2 separate regions of the Anas platyrhynchos genome follow, and region 1 is linked to region 2. A link is a contact called in public Hi-C data. All regions are on one chromosome and are shown on one strand. Each heading gives the region's core, a stretch centred on a gene start, on an enhancer-like site or on the middle of the called end of the contact. The rest is flanking DNA. Distances are from core to core; before and after follow the strand shown.

Region 1 (6,182 bases), core at 2,629-5,128, 42 kb before region 2:
TGAATTTCAGATTTGAAATTGTGAATGGCTTTTAAAGTTTCACCGAACGGAGGTAACTTAATTTTTGGTTAAAAATAAATAAATTCTGCAATAGCTTGACGGCTTCTTTTAGAACAATTTTAGAACTGTGAAGAGCGCAGAGGACGGGAGAAGCGTGCAGAGCTTGAGGTCAGGGAGATGAGCCCAAGCACGCTGGGCTCCATCTGATTGCTGAGGGTAGGGACTGAAGGAGCAGGGCCAGCCCCTGGCCCTCCAGCACCTGGGTGCAGCACAGCCCGTATACTTACAGCCCTGTGCTGCTGAAGGTGGCACCATTTCTGGTTTTATCGGGAGCCTTGTTGATGTTTTCTCCCTTCCTGGGAACCCAGAGCCAATTCCCAAACTCTGTCGCTGTTGCGAGAAGGTGCAGCTAAATGTCAGGAAGCTTCCCCGGACACACTGCAGACTGCCACGGGCTTAAATAACCTCACAGCCCTTGACATGAATCAGCTTTCGTTCTGCCAGTGCCATCTGACCCTTCAGAAAGTTCCTCTGAAGTGTTAAATAAAGGGATGTGGATAGAAGACAGTGCAAGGTTTCTGTGTTTAGATCCTCGTGTGAGCGTCCCCATCTGTCAGGTTGGCTCCCTGGGTGCTGGGGAATGTATACACCTCTCAGTGCCAGAGAGCTCGCAGGACGCTTTGTCCATCCACCCGAGTCTTTGAATTGCCCCTGGGAATGGAAAGTGCTGCCTTTAATGTAAACTGCTGCTCCTATAGATTGATGTTCCAAGCCAGTGGGCAGTGCAGATGTTTGATGGCACGGGTTTATAAGTATTGCTTCTTGTTATAAAGTACCGGGAGATGGAAATGGGTTGTACTGCATCATAAATTATGCAGGGCGCTAATTAAATGTTGTAATTTATCATCTAAGTGTTTGATGAATGGCCCTAACTGTAGGAATCCTTTGTTTCAAGTTTTAGCCTGTTAACCCGACCCTGCCTGGCCGCTGTCTGTGCCAGGTCCCCAGACAGAGCCGGGCATTCCCCAGCCACCCCGCGGCCGGCAGTGGGCTGGGATGAGGCTCTGCCAACCTCTCCCCTGTCCCCTGTCCCAACAGATTCGTTGCGGGAGTTCAGCAGCAGGTCGGGAACGGGCTACGTCACCGAGGAGATATGGAAAAAAGCTGGTAAGTGTTTGTTAGGAACCTTGGCAGGGGCCGCTGCCAGATCCCTTGAGGTAAACACAGATGCTGCACGTTGCTCCGCAGCGACTGGAGAAGCCCAGCTGCAGGAAAGCCCCGGGATGTGCACATCTGGCTGCCCGCACCCCCGGCCCCGGCTTTGCCGAGGGTGCTCCTGCCTACGGTGTCAGCGGGGAGCCTGCGGGGCTGAGCCTGGCTCTGCTGCTGGTGGGAGCAGCCGCGGCAGCGGCACCAACCGAGCCCCGTGTCCCCCACCCACGGGTGTCCCAAGTCAAGAGGGGCCGTGGCACCGCAGCTCCGTGCCCCCGTCCTGCCCAGGCTGGCATCGCCCCGAGGCTCGGGCAGGCTGCTGAGGCTGCTGTTCCCTTCCAGAAGAAGCCGTGAACGAGGTGAAGCGCCAGGCCATGTCGGAGGTGCAGAAGGCTGTGGCGGAGGCCGAGCAGAAGGCCTTCGAGATGATCGCCTCCGAGAGGGCGCGCATGGAGCAGACCATTGCGGACGCCAAGCGCCAGGCTACTGAGGACGCTTTCCTTGTGATCAACGAACAGGAGGAGTCTACGGAGGTACGGTGCCAGGGCTGGCCCAGCTGCGGGGACGTCCCCAGCGGGGAGTTTCAGGGACTCACCAAGGCCCTGGGTCCTGCCCAGGGGTGGCCTGGAGCCTGCAGGTCCCCCATCCCTTTTCCCTTTTAGAAGCCTCTCTCTGGTCAGTAACTAAAAGGATGCATTGATACTGTAAAAAAAAAAAAAAAAGAAAACTTGAGGTTGTATTTTATTGGCAGAGGAATCAGCCTAAACTGATTCCCCTCTGGAAGAGCCCTCGGGTGCAGTGTGGTTGTGTGAGGGCCCAGCTGGGCACCGTCAGCTGGACACGGGGCAGCCACCAGGGATTTCTGTGCATTTGGAGAGCAAAGAGAAAAGGGTGCTGGTGGGTACGGCTTTAAAACAGTGCAGGGTAGAAACTGGGTCCCACGAGAGGTCAGAATTACTCATTTCTTGATGGTCTGTAATCACACCCTGCCTTGGTGCTGACCAGCGCGGTGGGTACGTGCTGCCTTGGACCTTGTCAGTTTGTGAGCTCACAAAACACGTGCCCAGGCAGCATGAGTTAGCTGCTCTCCAGAAACAGGCCCTGCAGTGCTCTTGCTCCTCTGATCCCATGAGATCAGAGAGAAACCTGTGTGTGGGACGGCTGTCCCTGCCCTGCAGAGGGCTGGTGACACCTAACAAGGTTTTTGCATCTCAGGAAAGAAGGGAGGGCTCCTGGTTTGTCATAGCCAGCGACACCTGCTGAGTGGGTGTCTCAGGGAATTCCTTTCCACCCCTCAGTCATTAATTATCACTCTCGCTGTCCTTTAACTGGAAACACATTTCATTAAGTTTTGGAGATCTCAGCTGCACTGAGCACAAATTGCTCGGTTAATTCCTGCGCTGCGATGTCATGGCCACTTGTGGCTGCCTTACTGCTTTCATTTCTCTGCACAAATGCTTTGGGCTTTGTTTCTGCTGACCAAAAATCTGATGGGAGTGAGGGCTTCGTGTCGCTTCAGGCCACGTGGGCAGTGAGTCTGGATCCCTTCTCCTGCGGGGCCTGGGACGCTCTGGGCACCCCATGCAGCAGGAGCCATGTAAGCATCAGGTGTTATTGCAGCAGTGGGCATGCTGTGAGACTTCCCCTGAAATCACTGCAGGACAGATGCGGCAGTCAGTAAACACATGAGGGGAGTGGGTGGAACTGCTGGGGAAGGAATGAGATAAGCAATGAGCTTTCTGTAGGGGAATACCAGGGGAGCGTCCTCCTGTCTGTGCGTCCCCCTCGCGGTGCTGCTGCACAGGGGGTGGGAGCAGTGCAGGACCTTGGGAGTCGAGTGAGCACCCCGTGAACCCCACACCCCTGGCCTGTTTCCCTAAGGGCCCTGCTCACAGGCTGGCGTGTTCTGGCATGCCGGGGAACCTTGGGAATATGTCTGAAGCTGCTGCTCCAAGTGCAAACAGCCGCACAGCGCTGGCCCAGCTCTCCCAGTTACTGTAGGCTCCTGTGGGGCCTCTCTTGGTTGCGAGTCCTGCTTCTCCCAGCAGCTGCTCGCTCCCGACCAGCTCGCTTGGGCTCTTCGGCAGCCCCAAAGTCGCCGTGGGCACAGACTCCGCGCTGGTGGGCGCGTGGGGCCCGGCAGCCTTCCGCTCGCCTTCGTGGCAGCAGTGGCCATGAAATGTGCCCCGCGGAGAGAGGCCCGGGGCTCTGGCAGGGGCTGCTCTTTCACAGCTGAAGCTGCCCTCCCAGTAGGCGTTTGCTAATGCAGGGGTCCAGCTGCAGGGAAGCAAATCCTCCCGCTCCCCTCTCCGGAGCAGCTGCGGCCGCAGCTCCCGGCGCTGGCCCCCTGCCCCCGTGCTCGCGCCGCGCGGGCGGTGAGCCCACCAGCTGACGCCTCGCCCGCCGGCCAGAGGGGCTCTGCTCCTCGTCCAGACTGAAGGCTGCGCGCTGGCAGCGCTTCCACCTGGCTGGGAGGCTTTCAAATGGGCTTTTTCTTTTCCAAATTAGCCGGCTCTGACCTCTTGTGCAGCTAGGCAGGGTGCAGAGCAAATGGTGCCTGTGCAGCGCTGTAATCCCCGCGGAGAGCGCTTGGCTGGGAGCGGTACCAAAATAGAGCTGCTTAAAACAGGAAATAAAAAGACCAAATAGCAGCATCTGTGGTGTGTTTTTCAGTCCTTGCCTGCTGTTTCCTGTGTGCGTTTGGGTGGATCTAGGGGAGAGGATGTGTGCAGCGCAGTCTGGCAGGCTTTTGTAGGGCAGAGGAGTAGGGGTTAGTACCCTTGGCAAAGAGCTGTGAAATAGCAGGAATAAATGGATTGCTCATCTTAACATTACTAAATCTGGGCCAGAGGGGGATGAACGTCCCCTCCAGAGCTGTCGAGTCAGCACTGTCCTACAGCTCTGGCAACGAAACGCGTTCTGAAGTGTGGTGTCTTGGGTCCTTTCAGAGCTGTTGGAACTGCGGCCGCAAGGCCAGCGAGACCTGCAGTGGCTGCAACATCGCCCGGTACTGCGGCTCCTTCTGCCAGCACAAGGACTGGGAGAGGCACCACCGGATCTGCGGCCAAAGCCTGCACAGCCAGAGCAAGCCGCTGGCTCTGCCCGCGGGGCGCTCCACAGCCACCAAGGCCATCGACGGCGTGTCCAGCCCGGCCCTCGAGAAGACTTCGGCAGCCACGTCTCGATCCTCCACTCCAGCGTCTGTGACAGCAATAGAAACGAACGGACTCTAAAAGGGAAGTTTGGGGTCAGTCCATTTGATTAGTTTTCCCGATTTATTTGTTTTTTAAGTTGGAAAAAAAAAACCACACCGCAGAAACTTCTGTCACTTGGCACAATTGACAAATCCACGCCGCCTCCTCCGGAGCACCGGCACTTGGGCTTTGCCATCTCATTCGGCCTTTTTTAGGGCTCATAAAGGACTTGGGACGGCCTCGCTCAAGGTGCCTCCGTGCTGCTCTCTCCGAAGGGCCGCACCAGAGCATCGTGTGGGACCCGGGGGGTCTGGGCACTCGCTCAGGGGAACCCGGCCCCCACGGAGCGCCGGCAGGAAATGTGGAGCGAGCGGTGCCCAGCCAAGCAGCCCTGTTCTCAAGGGTCAAACGCGCTCAGGCTCTTCTCCTGAGGTGTCTGAACTGCCCCCTCATTCAGCTACCTTTTTTCCATAATACGCATCTTTTCTTTTTTAATCTTGCTCCCAGACAAAGGTTTCTCAGTTAGCCGTGCTGGCTCTTTGTTGCTTTGAACAGACCAGAGCCGATTTTCCAGCAAGAGCATCTCATTCTCTAGTGCAATGACAAATACGTAGCTGCTTGGGGAGAACTGAGCTGCTCTGCTCCTGCCTGCGGCGGGTGGCGGCTCCAGGCTGCGGAGGCTGAGGAGAGGACACGTCTGCTGAGGACAGCTCTAAACCAAATGTCAGTACCAGGGAAGTACAGCTGGTCACTGCTGGAGGGCCTGTTTTTAATCCCTCGCTGTAACTGGACAGGCAGTTGCGTGATACTCGGGGTTGGACCTTTGCTGAGTGCAAATGTGCAGACCAAATCTGGATTCCTTGTGGGCAGTTATTGCGCTTTCCACCTGGCTACCATTATTTTGCTGTGCAGAAAGCATTTCTTCTTTGCATGGAAGTTGTTGGTTGGAGAGTTACCGGTGGTGTTTTCAACCACAAAGATCCCAGCGTGATTGCAGTGGATTATTTATAGCCCGTTCTCTCCCCGCGCGTTGGCCACACTGATGCAGGGCTCGGCACCCTGTGCCGGCTCTCACCCACCCCGGGGATCCCTGGCCCCGCTGGAGGTGCGTGGGGATGCGCGGCCCTCCCGGGGGCCCCGTGCAGCTTCCCCCACCTTGTCGGCACCCTGAGCCCAACCCAAAGCTGCGGGGACCCAGCGCCCGCCCCAGGAGGGAGCAGAGCCCCTGCGTCAGCACGTGGGGAGGGCTCGGGGGCAGCCTGCGGAGCTCTGACCCGCCAACAGCTACTGCAGGGCTCGGCTCCGGCGCAGCCTCGGAGCTCTCCCCTCAGAGGCTGTCGGCGGCGGATGGGAGGCACCGGAGCGTGCCCTCGGGGACGCACACTGATCCCACATGCTGTGCGCAAATGGGATCCAGGAAACCATCTATTCAGCAAAGCTGTGTTTCCGTGACTGCTTTTGTATGATTGCTGGGTTGGAGCCCAATGAGGCAAGTAATTCCCAAATTATTTTTGATCACTTTTTCAATTGGAGGTGAATAATAGAGATGTAATGAATAGTCACCGAGTGTGCCGTGGTGTGGCTGCCTGCTGGCTGGCAGGGGTGTGCCCAGGGATAATCGAGTTACCCAGCGAACCAGCTTCATCCCTCGGGGAACGTTGTTCTGGAAGCTGCTGTCGGGGGATAGAGCGGGTGAGTCCCGCATCGGCGAGGTTTCAGTTTGAAAAAAAAGCCACGAAGTCTCCTGGTTTCCACGAAAGCTCTCAAGTGGCAGCT
Region 2 (5,745 bases), core at 1,329-3,828:
ATATTTCCTTTCTTAAAAGGAAACAAAAACCCAACCAATCAAAAAAAAAAACATTCACAGGAAAAATAAGGCATCTTTAAAAGAAGACTGATTTTAACTGAAGGTTCCCAAGGCATTTTACTCTCCCTGAGGCATTGCAACAAGTTTCTGCGGGGTATTAACTCGCTCTAAACAGAGCTAGTAGAAGACTGATCAGAACATTTTGGTCAGGACACAAGAGGCAACTCTCCTTGACAGAAGTTAATTAAAAAAAAAATAATAATAACCAGTCGAGAGCGACAGAACAACCTTTTCCCTTAGGTACCGTCATGTTCACAGGTGTTTTCCAAGGAACCAACTACTCGCTTGCAGGCTTTTTGTTGTAAATGAGGAAGTCCGAAATGTCATGCCATACGTTACTGTCGTCATACAGATAGGTCATGGAGGCCTGCAGGGAGGGCTGCAGCGTCTGTCGGTGGTACTCAAAGAGCCAGAGAACTGTTCCCCACACCAGAGCAGCAACGAGTGGAAAGGGATCCTGCTTGGGCTGCGGGACATAGCCCTTCTCCACCGCCAGCCGAGACAAGCCAAACAGGATACGAGACAGCAGGTACATAACGATCTGCATAAAAATAAAACCCAGAGAACATCAGGAAGAGAACCTAGCCAGTAAACCTGGTCAGAGGAAGTGATTTAGAAGGGATAAGCTGTGCAAGAGGGGCAGGAACAGTTTACCCAACGTTAACGGCAAACGGACTGTAGGTTCACATATCAAAAAATCTTAAATTGGAGATGTTTGTGTCTTCCTTATGACCTCAAAGCCTTGCTTCCCTGCAGGTGCTCTCATTTAGTAAGCAGTAAATCACACCTGATGCAACAGATCTTTGCACAGTTGCAGCTCAGTTGCACAACCTTCATCTTTGCTAAGTTAACACTACCCCAGATGCTGCTGCCAATAGCCACAGAGCAGCCCTGTCACCCTGCCAAGCAGATACAGACAGGCTCAGTAGCGTGGACACATCCTAAAACCAGACCGAAGGTGCTGTCTTGCAGGGGATTGCACAAGTAGAACACTTCTGATTAATCTGTGTCTGTGTTTTTCCGACCCAAACTGAAGTCAGTAACAACCAGCTCTGGATCAGACTCCCCCTGAGCACCTTTTGTCAGTTTAAGCAGTTCAGTTAAGCGTAGCTCTGTAATCAATCGTTCTCTACAAATGACAAAGCTCAAGCTCGTGGGTTTAACTCTACAAGCAGGCAGGCCAGGAGCTCAGAGGCAGGCGGTTACCACAGCTCAGAGAACGTGTGGGGGAACCAGGTGGCTTTGGGCTGCGAACCTGCTGTCCTAGATGCAACTCTGGAGGCCAAGCAGAGCTGTTAGCTCTCAAACTGCACTCTCTGTCCCGGAGGCACACAGCCACCTCTCCTACTGCTTGAGCGCGGAGCAGTCAAAAAGAGAACTTGTGCAAAGAGCAATACTGTGAACGGGTCCTGCTGCACAGCAAGAACCACCAGCACGATGCCGCGCTACTCCGGCCAGTTCCCGGCACACAACCACCCACCCGCTGGTCTTTTTGTCAACCCAACGTCCACCAAAGACATTTACCTGGCTGTTGACAGGATTGTTCTCACCAAACACTAACCAACCCCCAATGCAGGCTGCCAAGAAAGAATGAAATGGGATTTTTTTCCCCTGTAGCCAGGACTGCAACGCCATCAGCCCCTTGTAGGTGAACACAAAATACGCCAAGTTCCGGGAATGGGTGTACGTAGCCTGAGCGATCGACTTCAGTTTCTCTCTTAAACTGGACAAAAGAAACAGACAATTAGGAGAGCGAACAGGCAGCACCACCAAAAACCAGCCCGGACCTTACCCACCTCCACCCTCAGCTCTGGTACCCCACGGACACCTCCTGCTCTGTGAGGGGGGCACCCCGGGGTGTGGGGCACCCATCGGGGGTCCATCAACGCTCTGCTCACACTGTGCTTTTGCCGAATTCTGCCAAGGCCCAACCCCCAGACAAGTGGCTGCCCTGCACACTGCATACACTTGTGTATCTCCATACACGTTATCCTGCTGGTTATTACAGCAGTGGGCTCACGGATCCTCCTGCTCTTAAACCCGGGCCTTAGGGGAACAGGGCCGGAGTGATGCGGGCCGGTACCTGCCGCTCCTGAACAGGAAAGTCATCACCAGGGCGTGGGGGGCGCGGATTTTTGCCCCGTAGCTGTGAAAACGAAGAGATACGGTGAGGTTTGGGGGGACACCGCCAGGGGAGCACCCCAGGAGCCGGACCAGCCCCCCCGGCACCCAGCAGACGCCCCCCCAGGGAGCGCGGTGCCCCCACCGGCCGCCCCCCCCCCGTCCCCATCGCGTCCCCATCGCGTCCCCATGTCCCCGTCCCACTCACACGGCTCCATTTCGGAAGCCCTTGATGGCGGCGAGCGCGGCGCGGTGGCGGCGCTGCCTGAGGAGGGCGTTGAGGGCGCGGAGCAGGGCCCGCAGCGGGACGCGGGGCGCGGGGCCCGGCGCTGCCCCCCCGCCCGCCATGGCGCCCGCCGCTCCCCGGCCCCTCAGGCTGCGGGACGGGGCCGCCCCCTGGCGGCGGGCGGGCGGGTGGGGGCCGCCCCCTCCCCGCTCCCCTCCCCTCGCTCCGTGCCCGCCCCGGCTCCAAGATGGCGCAGGCGATCTTCGAGGCGCTGGAAGGTAACGGGCGGCCCCGCTGCGCCCCCACCGCCGCCCCCAGCCCAGCCCCGGCTCGGTTCTGCCCGCCCCAAACCCGCATCCACCCCCCCCGCGGCTCCCCGCTGCCCTCCCCGCCCGGGGACCCCCTCCTCCTGCCGGCCCCGTGTCCCCCCCGCTGCACCGGGTCCCCCCCTCCACGCTCCTGCTGCCCCCACCCGGCTCTGCCTGGGATCCCTGGGGGTCCCTGGGGGTCCCTGTCCCCGTGTCCCTCAGCCTTAGGGCCCCATCGCCCCCCTGGGGTGGTGCTGTGGCACCCCTGTCACCCTGTCACCCCCATCCCTGCACACTGCTGCACCCACCCGTGGGACGTTTCCCATCCCCGTGACCTTGCCTTTAGGGGCTCCCCATCACCTCACAGCCCCCCACACATGGGGGCACCCCGTCACCCCGTCACCCCGTCACCCCGTCACCCCATTCCCAGCCCCCGGGGTGCCCCTCGCTCCCTGTCCCTGTGCCAGGCAACGCTCGGGCACGGCCACCGACCCAGCTTTGGGGTGTCCCCTGTACCCCACAGCAGGGCTTGAGCCGTGCCCCCCGCCTGCCCCTGGGCTGCTTCTCACCCCTGGGTGTTTGTGCGTGGCCCTGTGGGGCGTGTGGGGGCTCCGTGGCACGGCCAGCGCCTGGCTGTGTGGGGTTGTGCCTGGGGTCAGCCCGTTTAGAGGCGAGCTCTGTCCCAAAGCGTGGATCCCCGGAGTGGATTTTCCCATACGTGAGGGGACCCCGCTGGCTGGCAGGCCTTGCAGCAGCACCACCGCCCCGCTTTAGGAGCAGCACCTGCGATCGCAGCAGCGGGGAGACGAGCAAGGAGCAATGCTTCGCCCCGTTGGGTCTCCTGGGGTGTGTGACAGCACCGCGTGTGCCCCGGTCCCTCTCTGCTGGCCGGGTTTCATCGCCAAATTCAGGAGGGCAAAACATCTCAGTGGAGTGGTTTTTGTTTTGTTTTCCAAGCCCACAGTGACTGGAGCTCTCGGTGTCTGTTGTGCGCTGTCAGACTCCAGGTCGGTGACTCGGCATCTGTGCGCTCGTGTCAGTCCTCCTGGATCCCGTCAAACCCACAGCCTTGGGTTTTTAGCCTGGCAGCCCTCAGATCCTCGTGTTTTGGGCAGGTTGTAGGGAAGGCTTGCTGCTGCTGGGAAGGCAGAAGTGGATTTTTAAAGGTCTCACGGCTCCAAAGGACATCCCGCAGGCGGCTGCTGGCTGTGCTCGGTGCAGATCTGCTCCGCAGCTGCCTCACGGAGCCCGGGGATGGCATCGGTCCGGCCCGGAGCCTGCTTGGTTCCTGAACCTGGGATGTAGGGTTTCTGCCCCGTGTTACGGGTGTCAGCCTGCGTTTAACTCGAGAAACGGGGGGGACTCCCTGCGTGTCTGTGCAAAAGAGAGACGGACGAGGAGCAATTGTTCGGGTTGTCCTGGTCGCATGCGGTGCTGCCCCAGCGCTGCCTGTCTGTAGGTTTGGGTTTCTCCTTAATCCCCTTCCTGCAAGCCGGACCGAGGCCATCACGCGGATTTTTCGCTCTGAAGAGCCAGAAAGAAACCCAGGCGCGAAGTGCTGGGCATAGTGAGCGTGGTGGTCTTGGTGCAAGCCAGATGAGAGTAGTTCACCATTTCCACTCTTATCTTTATGCACTGACACTGAGCGTTTGATCCCCGTTTTTGTGCTGTGTCCCGTTAGCTTGCTTCCCCCGCAGACGCGCTCCGCTTCCCTCTGGTTTGGATGTGCCAAGCACAGCCCGCAGTGCCGCCTTTGCAGTTGCCCAGGAGATGCTGTGCAGAGCAGGAGGTGGGTTTTAACGCCAGCCTGCCAGGATCCAGCGGCGTGGTGCTGGCGGAGCTGGCCTGCGGGAGGGACATGGCTCTCCGTGCCAGCAAGGGGTGCAGAACGGGCCCTGCAGCTGCGCTGTGCCTCCGTCAGCGATGTCCAAGGGCTCCCGTCGGTGTGGGGGTAATTTTACAGGAGGGTGTAAGGCGGCATCATCTGCTCGTGCCTCTGCTCCCCGGCATAATGGTGCTGTCCTGCCAAGGAGGTGTTTGTGACCTCTCCTTGGTGAAAGATGATGGATGGAGAAGGCACTCGTGGAGTCCCGCTGTTAATCGCTTCGTGCCTGAGGTGCAGGAGAAACGAGTTTTTAGAGTGTCCTTAAAATGCTGCGGGTCCTGCATGTGCTTCCCACTGGGGAGGTGACATCCTTGCTGTCCAGGAGCAATGCTAAAATAGCAAGAGGAAACCGTAATGGTGAAATGAGGCTGATGCTTCTGCTGCGCCGTGCCATTATTTGGGACTCCGTTGGGTGTTTTATTTCCCTTCCTGGTGCTGTTGGCCAGGGGACCTCTCGTTGGGTACCACGCTCACCGGCACGGTTTGAAAATGAGCACACGGACACACTTGCTGTTCACTGCAGCGTGTAATCCTGAGGTCAGAGTTACTCAGAGCTTTACAGGTTTCTTTTTTTTTTTCTCCAGATCTGCAAAGATCTTGATGAAAAGTAAAAAGCAATCAATGAACTCTCCCCTCCCGCTTTGCCCCTTAATCTCCACGTGTGGCCTTGGCGTGCCATTTATTGTATTCACGGGTTTCTTGTGGTAAGGGAATTGGTAGAGAGGAGTGGTGCATTAAAAATCACCCCTTTTAGCTATTTTTTTCATGATCAGATTGTTCTCTGATTCTTCCCCTGTGATTTCTAAAGAGAGAAGGGGTGCACGGGCTGTGATGCGCCGGCCACGTGCTGCTGGCCGGCTGTGTCCCGAGGCGAGCCGGCCCCACTCCGGTGTTCATCTAGAGTGTTTTACAACATGTTAGCTGTGGTGACAAATATTGGTGCCAAAGCAAGTGAGCTCATCCTGACAACAAATCTGCCTGGGTGTGCGTGCGCTCAGGGAGTCCCGGGGGAGCTGGAAGTGACAGAGCCACCGGCAGCTCTGAGGGAGAGGCACCCGCGGAGGCTCCGCGCTGGGGGCAGCGGGAGCTGTGGTCCTGCCTGCCTGTAAGTGGCTGAGCCAGGTCTGCTCAGAGCATCTCTCCAA

The links. Hi-C and Micro-C count contacts between places; a contact is called where the count stands out from the background.
Region 1: a Hi-C map of liver shows a contact between it and region 2, with 2.6 times the contacts expected there. The contact joins the enhancer-like site here to the promoter of PXMP4 in region 2. A contact is called at or near these places in 2 of 8 Hi-C or Micro-C datasets (liver and skeletal muscle).

Annotation. Positions count from the first base shown.
Region 1 is chr21:5,573,382-5,579,563 of IASCAAS_PekinDuck_T2T, reverse strand. CBFA2T2 (CBFA2/RUNX1 partner transcriptional co-repressor 2) reads left to right here. Exons shown (of 11, transcript XM_072026271.1): 9 at 1,099-1,167; 10 at 1,558-1,745; 11 at 4,161-6,182. The coding sequence ends at 4,445. Among named protein-coding and RNA genes, the nearest start is that of NECAB3, 27 kb to the right of the region's middle. Within about 2 kb of position 3,878, at least 2 of the 8 cell types and tissues checked have an H3K27ac peak or open chromatin away from gene starts, as enhancers often do.
Region 2 is chr21:5,530,221-5,535,965 of IASCAAS_PekinDuck_T2T, reverse strand. PXMP4 (peroxisomal membrane protein 4) reads right to left here and starts at 2,578. Exons shown (of 4, transcript XM_027472954.3): 1 at 2,390-2,578; 2 at 2,144-2,206; 3 at 1,585-1,783; 4 at 1-601. The coding sequence starts at 2,529. The coding sequence ends at 338. ZNF341 (zinc finger protein 341) reads left to right here and starts at 2,573. Exons shown (of 15, transcript XM_027472953.3): 1 at 2,573-2,685. The coding sequence starts at 2,655.